Regions from separate parts of the Hordeum vulgare genome. Here all the other regions are linked to region 3. The links are chromatin contacts, called in public Hi-C maps. All regions are on one chromosome and are shown on one strand. Each heading gives the region's core, a stretch centred on a gene start, on an enhancer-like site or on the middle of the called end of the contact. The rest is flanking DNA. Distances are from core to core; before and after follow the strand shown.

The links. A called contact is a pair of places that touch in the nucleus more often than the background predicts.
Region 1: a Hi-C map of seedling shows a contact between it and region 3, with 6 times the contacts expected there. The contact joins the promoter of LOC123443998 here to the promoter of LOC123444002 in region 3. A contact is called at or near these places in 2 of 6 Hi-C or Micro-C datasets (leaf and seedling).
Region 2: a Hi-C map of leaf shows a contact between it and region 3, with 9 times the contacts expected there. The contact joins the promoter of LOC123444004 here to the promoter of LOC123444002 in region 3. A contact is called at or near these places in 3 of 6 Hi-C or Micro-C datasets (leaf and seedling).

What each region holds. Positions count from the first base shown.
Region 1 is chr3H:404,799,561-404,802,649 of MorexV3_pseudomolecules_assembly, forward strand. LOC123443998 (histone-lysine N-methyltransferase ATX4-like) reads left to right here and starts at 1,571. Exons shown (of 23, transcript XM_045120592.1): 1 at 1,571-3,089. The coding sequence starts at 2,409.
Region 2 is chr3H:406,464,359-406,467,496 of MorexV3_pseudomolecules_assembly, forward strand. LOC123444004 (myosin-2 heavy chain-like) reads right to left here and starts at 1,527. Exons shown (of 4, transcript XM_045120599.1): 1 at 1,320-1,527; 2 at 1,108-1,178.
Region 3 is chr3H:405,588,542-405,591,321 of MorexV3_pseudomolecules_assembly, forward strand. It overlaps LOC123444002 (long chain acyl-CoA synthetase 4-like), which reads left to right and starts at 1,488. Exons shown (of 19, transcript XM_045120597.1): 1 at 1,488-1,728; 2 at 2,625-2,688. The coding sequence starts at 1,577.

The DNA of each region.
Region 1 (3,089 bases), core at 321-2,820, 790 kb before region 3:
TACTACAACCGGTTCTTCGAATTGCTACAACCGGTGGCAATGCAAGCTGCAACCGACATCGCGGCTCGGCGGCGAAGATGGTTTTTGTTGGATCCGCTACTCAATTTTGCTGGAACGAGCGCTCGTTTTTGCTGCAACAGGCGACCGAGATGTAACAAGCTATGGCATGAGGCGTGAGTGACGATGAGCACCGGGGGTGAGGCATGACATGTGACGGACGAGCTGTGGCATGAGGCGTGAGCGACGACGAGCATCGGGGTGCTGCAGGCATGGAGCTCGTCGGTGACCGAAGACGAGGGTGGAAACTAGGGACGATCAGCGGTGAGAGTGGATGAGGAGGTGAGGCGAGGGGGGTGGTGTGTGCTTGGGCGGCGGGGAGGAGCGAGCGCCGCGCCAAGCTCGCAGCTGTGATGCGAGGGATAGGGGAGGCGCAAGGAGGAAAACATGGTTCGGGGGATAAGATCTAAACGGTCCAGGATGCGCTAGTCGAACGACCGTGCGATGACCGGCCGAAAAGATTGGGCCGGTGTGCCGGCGGAGAGTACTGTTCTTTACAATCTCGACGAGGAGAATTTCTTGAATGAATAAAAAAAACAAGAAGAAGCAAACTAGGGCGAGAAAAGCCCTTTTAGAAAAAGGACGAGAAAGGCTGCACGCAGTGGAACCAACAATCCTTTTTACTCCAAAATTAATTCTTGTGTCGTAGCGTTGTCCGGAGGCTGGAGCAGCTTCACTCATGGCCATGGACATTCCTTGTAATTTGACACACAACATGAAGGCAGTGCCACACACGCCGCCCATGCTCTTTGCTCCGATGGCCATGGCCATGGAAGAGCCAACTCCGACGGTACGACTACAGGAATCTGACCGGGCCACCGAGAGAGAATCCAGCAAACAAGCCCGTGCCCGTGCCCGTGCCGTGCCTCCTATTCCCTCCAACTCCGGCGAATCGTGGCCGCGGAAGCACCCGCAGTCGGGGCCAAGGCGACACGAATGTACGGCGGAAGTGTCATCCGGCCGGGCCGGCCACGGCCAAAGCTGCACGCCTTCGCGACCGTGGATTCGAGCACGGCGACCACGACTCCAATCAGATAGATTTATATTTCAATTCATCAAAAGAGAAAAAGAAGTCCGACCGATCGTCCATCTATCGATCCTTGGATCAACGCCCGCCGGTGATGCTGCCCGCTGCCAGCGTGCGCTCTCCTCACTTGGCCCGTGCACCATTTTTGGTTCGCGATTCGCACAACAAGGCCGACATGGAAACTCGCAGGAACGAGAAATCCCACCGGAAGCTCCACCTAGACCAGATCATCAAGCACCGCTCACTGCCAGGGCCGAGCTGCACGAGATCGAGCTCGAAACAAGAACAAGAACAAAAATAAAAAACCCGGAAATTTCTTCGTTCCGTCGGGGCGCCGAAATCGCCCATCAACCATCGATCTTTCCATCGAGACGGTCGCATCTGGATCAACCCGTCTCTCCGCCCGGGAGGGGCGATGAATCATCAGGACAGGTACAGCGCCTACCTACCTGCTCGTCGTGACGTCGCCCTGGCTATAGCTCCCCTGCCCACACTGCACAAAACTCGTTCATGGCCACCTTGATCATCTCTCTCTCTCTCCTCCCGTCCATGTCGAAAGCCATCTCCTCCAAACCCAAACTCAAACCCAAAAGAAACACAACTCGCAAGCCCGGACCGAATTCCGGATTGGAAGCCCAAACAAACCCACACGAATCGAAACGAAATTCCGGGCGGGCGAGAAAAATGCTGCTCGTACCACGACGCCAGAACGCCAACTCCAACTGGCCTCCTCCGTCCGTCTCCATGGAGGCGCACCGTCACCACCACACCAGCAGCAAAATCCAACAGCGAGTCGAGAGGACGGCAACTCCACCTGCACCCACGACGAAGACGACGACGACTTCCATCCATGTAACCACCCATCCCATCCACGACCGCCATCCTCCTCCTCCTCCCGCACGAAAGACGAAACCAACCCAATCCCACGAGAAGAGAAAAATCAGGGCCAGGATCGTTTTTACAACCGGGTCCGTCGCGCTCGTTTCTCGTACGACTTCTTCTTCCGGAGCCCCATTAGAACACACAAAGAACAGCCACCTTCCCAAGCCGAACCCAAAAACAAAGAGGAAAAAAATCCCAATCCCCCCAATCCCGATTTCTCTCTCTCTCCGGCCGCATCTCCGTCCAAGATTTCTTCTTTGCTCCCCCTTCCCCCCGCCGTCTCGGCGACGGCTCGTGGGGAGAGGCGGGGGACGAATTCCCCTCCTCTCCAGTTCGCCGCGGCGAGGGCGGGGCTAGGGTTTGCAGGGGAACCCTCCCCGAATTCGCCGTGATCTCGCCGCCGGGCCGGTGAATTCGGGCGGGGGGAAAGGGTTCGCGTGGGATGATCTTCAAGCGGACCCAGCGCCCGGAGATCCTCAGCCTCAAGCGCTGCAATGCCGAGGCCGAGGGCGGCGCCGGCGAGCGCCGTCCAAAGAGGCAGAGGGGTGACGACTTCTTCCCCGTCGAGCTGCTCGGCCACGTGCCGGCCTCCGGCATCCCTTACGCCGCCGCCGGGTTCCGCTGGTGCGAGGAGCCCGAGGTTGCATCGCCTGCCTGTGCTGAGCCGCCGCCCGCCGCCACGCGCCCGCCTGTTGTCCGGACGTCGCGCGGCCGTGCCCAGGTGCTGCCCTCGCGGTTCAATGACTCGGTGCTCATCGACCCCTGGAAGAAGGAGAAGCCGGCTAAGCCACCTGCGCCGCCCAAGGTCGAGCAGCTCGTTCCCAAAACCAAGCCGCTCTGCCGTAAAGGTGCAATCTTGGATAGGACTTGCGCATTGTCAGAGGTGGACGACGACGAGGAGGCACAGCGTTACCGAGTGTGCCAGAATTTTGTTGCCTCCAGGAAGTACTCCATGTCCCTCAGCACGCTCACCTCCTTGCACGATGAACCGTACAGCCGTTACCATAGAAACGAGTTGATGGATGACGAAGATGAAGAGGAAGAAGAGGACCGGCAGGCACACAAGGAGGACCTTCATTGGAGCACACAGTTTTTGTATGGCGACATTGTGTGGGCACGGCTC
Region 2 (3,138 bases), core at 277-2,776, 880 kb after region 3:
CACAAGAGGGACCATTTAATATGTGTAACTAATCAAGATTTTAAAGAGCTCCAACCCCGATCACTTGCGAACGATCTCCCCCTGCCCGAGGCATCGCGCGTCGATGATTACCCCATCTTCATCCAGGAGGACCAGTCAGTGAGCCTCAGACCGGACGTAGAGGATCCCCACATTCGACAGTGTGCGCTAAGATATGGATATGCCTGTCAGTATAGCATCTCGATGCCAGCTGACACATCCAATCCAAGAACACATACATGATGTATATAGCAGCCAGCGACTACTCGGCTAGCTACTTATCATTTTCCTAAACTACTGTGCTACTTGCTTATTGCTTTGTCCATGGTTTGAATCTATGGGTTTAGTCCATAGGATCCTGAAAGGATCGGGTTCCACTATCAATGAGATAGCGGAACAAAAAACAAGAAAAAAGGGTCATGGCGCAAGTAAAACTAAAGTAAGCAAGAGGTCATGTCCATCTCATACAACCTGCTTACTAGGCTATGCCACATGCACCGCTAACATTGCCTAGATGAAGAGTCTAAACGAGTCTATGGTTTTAGTTTATATCAGGAAAAAAGGAATATATGGTTTAGTCCATAAGTGAGAAACAGCTTGGATTGGGTTGGGTGGAAAAGGCATGCAATTTGGTTTAGTCTGGATGCCAGCTTATTTGTTTTGTTTTGTTTTGGTTTGGTTCGGTTCTGTTGCTGGAGGCGTGACGCTAGAGGTTTACTGATCTGAGCACTGCTGCTTGTTTCTGTGGCTCCTTTTTCAGTTATTTTTCTCTTCTCTGTGTGCTCTGGTGATGTTCCTCCTGATTGTTGTACCTCTCCCCTCCCCTTGTAATAAAGCATATAAGCAGAGCTCCTGCTGTTGTCGTCAAATAAAGAACAGTCTGGGCTGGGTTCAGTTTGGCTGTCGAACTATTCCCAGGTTTATCTACATCATAGATGGCCCTCCTCCAACAATACCCAAAGTCGTATACAACCATTTTTCCGATTCAACTCGTGCGGAAACTTCTCCGCTACTAGTCCGGTAACAAGAGCAGCCGACCCGCATCTAGATAGACTGTACAATAGAGAGTGAACAGATCAAGAAACGTACCGAACGGGAAACTACAGCTGCATCCTTTACTCTGTATCTCCCGCCTCTTGTTGAACTCGAACTGCTAAGATCTGAGAGAAAACAATAACCAAAGAGCAAGCATGGTCAGGTACCGCGCATGGACTGCAGCCACGCAGATCGGAACAGGGGGAGCAAACTGAAGAAGGAGAGCTGGAAACCGAGCGGAAGAGAAACGGAACAAAAGGAGTTACCGGAAGGGGTGAAGACTGAAGCGGTTGCTCGATCGCCACAGAAGCAAGCCGCGGCCACAGGCTCTCTCTCTCTCTCTCTCTCTCCACTGGGGGCAGCCGATGTGTGGGCAGAGTTAGAAACGTACTGCAGGCGGCCTCGCAGGGAGCGAGTGAACAGCGATCGATTCGTTCTCTTTGAGCTGCCTCGGCCCTTGGGCGTCTGGCTGGAGCTGAAGGCCCTCCGGGTCTGCGCCTTATTACGGGATCGCCACCGAACCCGAACGCCGCTCCCGCCAATTCGAACGCACCTTTGCGGCCACATGGCGGCAGAGGCCCACGAGCCACGAGGCAGCGCGGTCTGTCTGAGCTGGCGGGGGCGTGGGACTGGGAGCCAGCCAATCCAAAGCCGCGGAAGCAAACAAAAACGAAGGTGAGGAATTCGTGGTGGCCGGTGGGGGATGACGAGGACGGACGGCCCTCCTGCTACTACTGTGCCGCAGGTGGTGCCCTGCCTTTGTTCTTGTTGGCTTGTGAGCCATCTTGTCTCCTCCACGACGAATCTTTTGTGGCTGAGCTCCGGTAGATCCAACAGTTAGCCGGTACGAGAACGAGAACGGGGCGTTAGGTTTACGATTAGTTCGTGCGAGAACGGGGTGTTACGTTTGGTCTGTTAACTAGTAAACTTGTACGTGCATTTGCACGTCTTGACTAAAATCATGTTGTATTATAAAACATAAATATTTCTATCATAATATAGAATAACACTTTTGGGAATTTGAAATTTGATGCGAAGTGTGTAAAATTCCTAATTCTCGAGTCATAAAGACGAGTTGATTGTTACATGAACCAACATTTTCCTTATTCAAATAGGGTGATCGCAGTTCACAATCGAACCCCTCTCAAGTTGTACATTTTTTTAGGAGAAGCAAAGCTTTATAAATTAACGGTGCTTAGGCAAATTGCCCGTCGCACACGCAGCCACATTGGCTGGTACATCCGACTCCCACATTACACAATGAGAAGGTTCACACACATCCCCAAGAGTAGCGAGTTCATGAGCAACATTATTCGTACTACGTCTACAAAATGAAATAACATGCTTGAAGAACCAAAGCTTTAGCTGAAGCTTGATGTCCTCAATGACAGCCGAGTAAGTAGATGAGTCTGTCTTCCATATGTCTAGAGCATCACATAAGAGTTGTGAATCAGTCTCAAATACCACTGGATCATTCCCATGTCGGCTGCAAAAGGCACAGCTTGTGCTATGGCATGGACCTCTGTAGCAAAGGCATCTTGAACATTCTCCTATCGTCAAACTCGTGCTCAGATGATGTTTCCATAGGAAGCTCTTGCCACAACGCCCCAGCCCGCATGCATGTCATGAGGCACAAAGGACCATCCACGTTGATTTTGATCATATCATTATTTGGCGGTCGCCACTTCTCCATGTACTTCTTTGCTAGCGCTGAATTGTAGATTTGATTGTACTATAGTACACAGCAGCGTGTGCATCTCGCTAGCTTCATCGTCGAGATTCGCAATTTGCCCTCCCTTAGCTTGTTACGACTGCTCCACCACAGCCGCCAAAAGGTTAGAATGTGCAACCATTTACTCTCATTCAGACTCCAGAGGTAGTCTAGCATTGCATGTACTGGTGTGTTTGCTCAAAATCCATCTGTTCTTTCTCAAGGGCTAGCTCCCTCCGGATTTCTTTCACCACCTTGCATTTGAAGAATAAGTGTGCCCCATCCTCATGGGCGCGGCTATAGAAGTAGCATGTAGCTGTACATCGGGACGTGCATGCCTTTGGATTTGTCTGACTACCCTTGCTTCGATACCC
Region 3 (2,780 bases), core at 238-2,737:
ATTTACGGTTATTGTTGGATGACGGACTTACGCATCCGCCTTCGTGGACTGACCCCCCGTCCGAGAATGATATGATTTTTTTTACAAATCACTAGCAAAAGGGTCTGTGCGTTGCAATGGGAGAAAGAAATACCACACACTCTTAATTTATAAAAAATAGTCTATAATCTAAGAATTTGTAGTTACGACACAAACAAAGATGATCTTATCCTATAAAAATGCAGTTCAAAATTTCACAGGTCTTCTATTTTAACACGGCTTGCATGTAGATTTAATACGTACAAAGAATCAGACAAGTGACCTTCAGTTTCATCTCCAATCCTGATTTTATTAACGTGTTCATCCCCAATCCGAATAAGTAACGATATGAAAGAAAGACTAACAATGACTTATTTATTAAGGTTGCATCCTAGACAGTATTTTTATTAAATGTTTAACAGTAAAATAACATCATATTTAAATTCTACATATTTTTCTAATAAAATTTCATATATAATATGTTGAATTTGAATTACGGTTTAGAAGATATGAGTATTTTAAAAAAACATTTAATATATACTACGGGTTTAATGTTAAAAGCATCAGGGGATTTTTTATAAAATAGCATGACAGACTAAGAATATCTATTTTCTTTATTAGTAGGTATAGATTGTTGGAGATGCCCTTACACCAACAAACTTACTCAATGAAAGAGATTCTGAACACCTGCAAGCACTTTCCATATCTTCTGAGTTTTTTTCTTCAAGCATGACCGGATTAACAAGTAATCTAGAAGTCCCCTAAGATATGGCACCTTTTTTTTTTGCAGTCTTATTACACTGTTTATCGTCAGCGACAAATAACCGTCCACGTGATACTTGATGAAATCCACGTTTTAAATTAGTACTACTTCCAGTAATAATAATATCACGTTGACACGCAACTCCTACCTGACAGGGCCACACAGCCACCGTAATGAATGCATAGCGGTTTAAATCAAAATCAAGCCAAGCCATCCACACAGTTTAAATTAAGTCAAAAATCCAACAGGATCGCTTCAATATGCAGCGCATACCTTTTTTGGGCATTCACTGTCATTTAAGACCAGGTGCAATCATCTGGAAATCGCGTCAACCGTTTTGTCCAGAAACAAAAGAAAATTGGAGAGCTTTCCTCAAAAATAAAATAAATCTTGGAGAGCTGAAAGCTGATGCCACCAATATCCCTGTTCGCAAAAATGCCAGGTCCATGTAAGTAGATACGTGTGGATGAGCGACCGCCCGAGGAGTCTCGACAAGGAGAAGGTCGGCCGTTCCGCGCACCGGTCACCTGCCCCACCAACCAGCGGCCCGGCCCGTCCTCCCACTGTCCATGCCAGCTGCCCCCACCGCTCTCCGCTGCACCCACCCACCAATATTTGTTCTCAAAAAAGAAAAAAAACACACACCAATATTTCTGTCAAGGAGTGTTGTATTTAGGCCCCCGTCTCCACGCCTCTTGCCATTTCGGTCCATTCCGAAGCGTAGCAACTAGCAAGGCAGGCAAGGCAAGGCAAGGCAAGGCTTGGAGCGCGCCGCTACCGGAGCAAGCAGGAGGGATGGCGGAGATGCAGCACGTGGTGAAGGTAGAGGAGGGCCGCCCGGCCGCCGACGGCCGGCCCTCGGTGGGGCCCGCCTACCGGAGCGCCTTCGCCCGCGACGGCTTCCCGGCGCCCGTCCCCGGCCTGGACAGCTGCTACGACATCTTCCGGTGAGCTCTCCCTCCTTGCTCCTCCGGGCTCCCCCCCTGCTTGCTTCATCATTTGCTCCGTTGATGAGCGGTGGGGGAGCCCGGACGGCTCCTGGATTATTTCTCTTTTCGGCGGCGTCAGTCAAAGGATTGAATCCGGTGGTTCTGTTCACGCGTAGTGGGTGGCATGCGGAGGATCTTTTCCTCCATTTATTTGTTTGCGGTTATTTGTCGCTGTCCTTGCTAGTACTCCTGTAGTACACGAAACCGGGATTTGATATGCCTGATTCTCGTATGCCTCCCGTCCAACTACTTGCATGAACCCTATTCTTTATGGCATTTATGTCAGTTTGCTTGCGTATGCTAGCCCTCGGGATCTGTCCCCCACGCCCTCGACAGAATAGCCCAACTCTGCATTTATCTGATTTTTTTCTCTTTGCATTTCGGCTCCGAAATCCAGTTTAGTTACTCTGTTAGTTAGTTGGGCAGTTGTATAGACTCTCTCTTTAAATTCCCTTGAATTCTGGATCAGTACGCTTTTTCTATGGAGTGATAATGTTCTTCAAAGCAGAGGAATAAAGTTAAGATTACTAGTTCGAACTCAGCAGTACTATTTCCTGCTCCTTCATGGCCCACTAAAACTGTTAATCAGCTGTGAAAAAAATCAAATCGCTGACCATGCAAACCTGTCATCAAATTGAGTTCAGTTTCTCCATAGTCTTGTGTGGGTGGGAACGCTGATGTCATATTGGTCAATAGTGTCTGGTTTGTTCCGGGTTAGTTAACGAAATTAACCGAGCAAGTTGGTTCGTTGCATTTTCACTGTTGACTTGCTACTAAAACTCTTAAATCTGGCGACCTTTTGTCCTACTGAGCTTATTTAGTTTTGAGTGTCAATGATGTGTGCTCATACACAGAATGGCAGTGGAGAAGTATCCAAACAACAGAATGCTTGGTCACCGTGAGATTGTTGATGGGAAGGTACCATTTGGTCGATTATTTCAGTTGGTCGATTACAACTTATACCCCCCCTGGAATATAAAAACAGTAGAATTCTTGCTAAAGTATTATTT